2 separate regions of the Oryctolagus cuniculus genome follow, and region 1 is linked to region 2. Evidence: chromatin contacts called from public Micro-C data. All regions are on one chromosome and are shown on one strand. The core of a region is the stretch at or near the end of the contact, and the rest is flanking DNA. Distances in the headings are between cores, read along the strand shown.

Region 1 (2,700 bases), core at 200-2,699, 83 kb before region 2:
CACCCGGCTACCGTGTAGTGCGGGAGGAGCGCACCCTACGGCCCTGCGCTATAAGGAATGCTGCTGCGGGCAGAAGAGATGCGTCCTAGTTGAGGGCGTGGCACTTGGCTGCCTGCTCCTCTGTGCTTTGTGGGAAAGAAAGGGAGAGAGAAGAGGTGGAAAACACATTCCCTGTGGTCTTGGTTGACTCAGCTCATGGTGATTCTCACTTTCATTCATTCAGCAAATATCTGAGTGCCTCCTGTATGCCAGGCAAGTGGCGTGGGGTACGCTGGTGAAGCCCACCCCAAGGTCTCTGTCTCAGAAGCGCCTGCATTCCTTGGCGGGGGGCGTCGGGGGAGGGGAGATGCAAGGCTCTCTGGGCTCCCAGAGGCAGGCAGGTGCCCCTTGTTCAGCAGTGTGTCCTCAGGGGCCAGCCTGGAACCTGATAGCTAATGTTGCACAATAATTATTGGAACAACCTGCTGCGTAAGTGTTTCAGAAGTGCTAGCTGGTAAGAAGGAAGGTGGAGAAAGCCAAGCAGTTTCTCTGCTCTGAGAGATCTGTTGGGTTGATTTGTTCTGCAGTTGATTTTTAGTTACAACATTCTCAGCCACCGAGGAGGGAGCATACTGGGTTCACTCTGGCAAGGCTGCTTTTTCCTTATTGCCAAAGAACTTGGCATCTGATGTGCAAGGTCCTTCCTTCACATCACAACAGTGGCGGGTGGTGTTGCATGTAAGCGTACTAGTGGCTTGGCTCAAACTTTGCAGTCAGAAGATGCTTCGGAAGGGCAAGTTTAAAGGGGAGAGTTGTCTTTCCCCACGCTCCTGCCAAACACACGTGCTGAGCTTGGCGTTCAAGCAGCCACCCTGACCCCGCTGAAATGGTTCTCAGGTCCTTAAGCTTCCCCGGCTTTCGGTACCCACTTCGATTCTGCAGCTCTGGCTTCTGTTCTGCGTGCATTTCCTCATTGGTTTGGTAGCGCAGAGGGGCCGGTGACAATATCAAAGAACTGAAACTGTTCCCACTTGTAAAACAGAGCAAGACAGAGTTGGATGCTGTGTATGTCAGAGTGTGGACGTGGTGGTCTGGCCTTGGAAAATGCTGCTGCAGGGCCCGAGGGGCACTGGAGCCTGTCCCAAGGATGGAGAGTCGAAAGGGGAAGGCCAAGTGCTGGGGTCTTAATGCCCTTCCTGGGGGTTCCTATGGCCCCTGGGAGCCAGCACTGATCCTCAGGACATCATATGTTTGAGCTCCGATAATGGCAGCAGACAGGCCTCGGGAGGAGGAAGAACAGATAGAAAAGGGCGGAGAGAATTGAAAATGGAAGTAGGTTGCAGGAGGAGCAGGCTGTGTACCAGGAAAGGTGGTGGGCTTTCCGGCCAAGCAGAGAACAAAGATTTGACCAGGAAGCAGGCCTGAGCTCTGATCAGGAAGCCGGGAGCTGACAGCGGTGGGGGCGTGTGCAGACAGGATTCGCTTGCTCGTCTGGCTGAACAGGCAGCCGGCCCCGGGGAAGCTCGCCGGCCCTTTCCGCCTTGGGAATGGCCAAGCAGCTGGGAGGGAAACGCACAAGCTCAGGAAGCTTCCTGAAGCAGAATGCAGGGGCTGAACCCGAGCTCTGGCAGCCTGCCGGAGTGCCTGCTGCTGGAAGCCTGGCGGGAGCACTCGCCTTCAGAGGAGTCTGCCATCCTGATTCTGACATCACCGCGCTGTCTCAGTCAAGGGCGCTGAAGCGGAATAAGCAGCCGCATGTCCAGGGTGTGCAGAACCCTGAAAACCAGGGCGCTTCCTCGCCTCTCTCGTCTGGGTTTGGAGTCAAGGTTTTAAGCAACAGCTCACGCTGAAGTTTAATGGAGCTCAACATTTTAAGAATAAACTAATATTTTAGAAACATGTGGGTTTTGTTTATGTCCCTCAAGTTGGGTTATTTTGTAGCATTTAAAATGTAATTCTTGCAAGTTAATTTCCCTTTTTTGTTCCTTTCCATCTGGCTAGAAAAAAAAATTGTTTCCTGCTCTGATGGCACCCATGGAGATGACTGGTTAAATAACGCGATTAAAAATATTTGAGTACTATGGGATCTGCCAAGAATTGTGTGCTCACACACTTGGGACACTTTGAGCCTTTTCTTGTATGAAAATGTGCCGTCTTCCACCTCCCACCCTTTGCTTGGGTCGGATTGATCAAGGTCGTCCTCTCTGCCTTCCTCTGAGTGAGCCACAGCTCAGGCCTCCTGCACCCCTGCCCACCGTGGAGTCCTCGTTGAACCCTAACTTCTCACCAGGAATAAGCCCAAACCGTTAGGGAAAACTCATTTCTCCTTCAGAGGCTTCACTGGGGAGCCACGCCCCCTGGCTGGCTTTGCTGCTGACGTCAGGCGTGGCATCCTTCAGCCACGGAGACTCCCTCTGTACCTCCAGCAGAGGGCCTCGGTCCTGCGCGGGACACAGCACAGCACCCAAAGAGGAGCTGCGTTTCCCTGCCCCTCGTTAATCTCTTGAGGCCGCCGAGGCCGTTCCCCTCAGGCACCGGACTTCTTCACCTGGGTCAACGGTTTTGCTTTCCAATTTTGAGTCAGTTCATAGAGTATCTCGTTACCCGTCATCACTGGAACACACAGAATTTATTTTAAATAGATATAAAGTTCATGGAAAGTGAGATTAAATTTTAAGTGTTTATTTTGGTGCCAAAAATTTAAAAGCCACACATATGAAG
Region 2 (2,700 bases), core at 13-2,512:
TCAGGTGGCAGCCGCTGCCCTGAACACACCCACAAAGTGGGCGGAAGTGGGGCTGTCACTCAAACAAACCATACCAAGAAACATACCAACCCCGCCTCTCCGCTTGTTACAGGATCCAAACGCTGCTTTGAAGGCAACCCCCAGCTTCACACAGTGTCCTTTTTAGTTTGCTTCTTAAAAATAGGCCTGTTCCCTTAATGCAGTGCCCAGGGGCTATTGGCAGCTTTGTTTTTTACAGAACAATTGATTTTTCCATTGACTTCTGCTGCGCTCATTGTATTCCAACGGCCTCTTACAGTTGTGGCGTGGCACTGGGTCTTTTCTGTTGCTTCCTGGCGGGCCCTGTGTTCCTTCAAACCTCTGAAGATGGGAGTCCCGGCTCTCCCAGTGAGGCACTGGGGATTGGTTGCTTTAGTAAGTGGGTGTGGCCAGGAGCGCCCGTGGGCCATCTGCCGGATGCAGCCCGTGCATCCCAAGCAGAGCTGACTGCTTAATTTAGGAAGCTGTGATTCACCTGCCTCCCCTCGGTGAGTGCCTAACCAGTAACCAGGTATCTTCAAGAAGCCCGAGCACCCAAGAATCCCTTCTCTTTTGCTATAGATTGCACAGTAGTTGGAGAGGGAGCAGACATCTGACAAACACAGAATTTCCTGGTTTAAATTGCAGCGAATTTGAACCCCAGACCTTCCACCAAGACAAGCAGATCTCCAAGGCCTGCTGCCCCGGCCCTCCCAACTGCTGGGATCCTGATGAGGGTTAACGTGTGGAAGGATCTGAAACCTGCCGGCTGGATTATTTTTTCCCTTCCCTTTGGAATTTCCTGCTCTGGGAACAAAACACGTTACACAGATTGGCTGGCTCCTGTGTGCTGGGTGAATGCTGGCGTGTGGAGGGGAATGCCCAGTCGGCCTTCCTTTGGTTTAGGAAAAAAAAAAAAAGAAAGAAAACCATTGTTAGTGGGAAAATGTCGGTCATTCTTGAAGTGAAGCCTGAGTCCTGACAGCCAGACTTAACAGTTGGAAGGTTATTAGAACTCTGTTTGCTTTCCTTAGCCTTGACTTTGATTTCCCAAATGTTTTGTTTCTCGGTTTTAATTTTTGGTTTGATTTGTTGTTCCAAGGCAGCTCACCAGAAGCATACTTTCATGGTTTTCCCTCCCTCTTTTCAGTTAGTAAGTAGCTTGCCGACTCGTTCACCCTTCCGAGCTCCCCAGAAGCACACTGCCCTCCACCGTGGAATGTGCACTGTGGTTGTTGAGTGTTGGGGATGCTGAGATGGTGTGGACGTCCCGCTGCCGCCTGCCTGCCCACTCCCGCCCGCTCCGCCTCCTGGGGCCCGGCTTTCCTGAGATTCCAATGCATTCTGCCACAGCTGGGGTTCCATTGCCGAGGAGGGAGGCAGTACTGGTCCAGGGAGGACTACAGCAAAGGCAGTGTACCGCCCACCCAAAGAGGGGAACTGAGGGGAGGGCTGCCACCCTCGGAAACTCTAGGCAGAGGGAACCCACTGCCTCTTGCCATCCCTATCCAGGGCAGCCATGACCAATGCACACAAGAGCAGTCGTAGCCATCAGTTTTCCTGGAACAAGCTAAGTAGGCCTCATAAAACTTAAAACTGCATCTGCCAAGATTTCAAGGAGACTGCACATTCCCTTGCAGGTAGGAGCCGTGCTTTGCATGGTGGTTTGAAGCCATTGGTAAATTGTCACATTTCCCAAAGACTAGCTCTTGGACCGCCGATTCTTCTTGTCTGATATTTTGGGGCAGTAGTCGTCTCCCGCCTAGAGGTTCACAGTGCTCATAACACATTAGGGGCACCAAGAAGCCCTGAGATGGAAAGAATCCAAGACTCTGTTTGACCTAATGTTTCCAAGCTAATTCCATTGCTCCTCTCCCCACTCCACCATGACTGCGTTTTGGGAAATGCTGATAATGTACATGGGAATCCAGTGCACACTTGAACCATCTGAACCTTCTGCTTGTGGTCTCAAGAGCTGGTTCCCCTGCTCAGACTAGATGTGCCTTTATTTCTGGCTCAAAAACATCCCTTAATGGAAGAGATCTGTTCAGTATTAGCGTCTCACTCAGATTCTTCATAAAGAAAGATTTCACTGCCAAGTTCCTTTCACTGTCATCAAAAACACTTGCTTTTTGGAAAGATGGGCTCCTTGGAAATCTTCAAGCAGCCCTTGCTGGTTAAAGGGAGACCTGATAGGTTTATGTGAGGGACTTCAGTACTTTCCGAAGAAACAGCTGCATCACTCTGAAAGGCCAGGACCCGGAGCCCAGGGCCAGTCCTGGAGGGGCCCAGGCACCTCCTTTAAACTCCTGGGACTTTAGTTCCCGTGTCTGTCAAATTGCAGGTTTGACTACAGTTCCGTGAACACACACCTGCAGGAACTGAGCCTGACCTTCGGCGCCATCAGGTGCCTTCTCCCTGAGTGGCAGCCAGGATGGAAAGCAGGGACGTTGGTGAGCAGGCCTTGAACCAGTCACTTATTTGAAAGGCAAAGCGACAGAGAGACAGGGAGAGACAGAAAGACATCTTCCATCTGTGGGTTCATCCCCAGCATGGCTAAAACAGTCAGGGCCGAGCCAGGCCAAAGACAGGAGCCTGGAACTCCATCCGGGTCCCCAACGTGGGTGGCAGGGGCCCAAGGACTTGGGCCATCTTCTGCTGCTTTCCCAGACCATAGCAGGG

The links. A called contact is a pair of places that touch in the nucleus more often than the background predicts.
Region 1: a contact with region 2 is called in a Micro-C map of ear pinna, with 1.9 times the contacts expected there. The contact joins two enhancer-like sites. A contact is called at or near these places in 2 of 6 Hi-C or Micro-C datasets (ear pinna and an unstated tissue).

Annotation. Positions count from the first base shown.
Region 1 is chr20:36,206,305-36,209,004 of mOryCun1.1, reverse strand. All of the region lies in intron 6 of TTC7B (tetratricopeptide repeat domain 7B), which reads left to right. Among named protein-coding and RNA genes, the nearest start is that of TTC7B, 110 kb to the left of the region's middle. Within about 2 kb of position 1,449, at least 5 of the 8 cell types and tissues checked have an H3K27ac peak or open chromatin away from gene starts, as enhancers often do. A contact at or near this core is called in ear pinna, where this site is marked.
Region 2 is chr20:36,122,698-36,125,397 of mOryCun1.1, reverse strand. The region is part of intron 19 of TTC7B (tetratricopeptide repeat domain 7B); the gene reads left to right. Among named protein-coding and RNA genes, the nearest start is that of CALM1, 150 kb to the right of the region's middle. Within about 2 kb of position 1,262, at least 3 of the 8 cell types and tissues checked have an H3K27ac peak or open chromatin away from gene starts, as enhancers often do. A contact at or near this core is called in ear pinna, where this site is marked.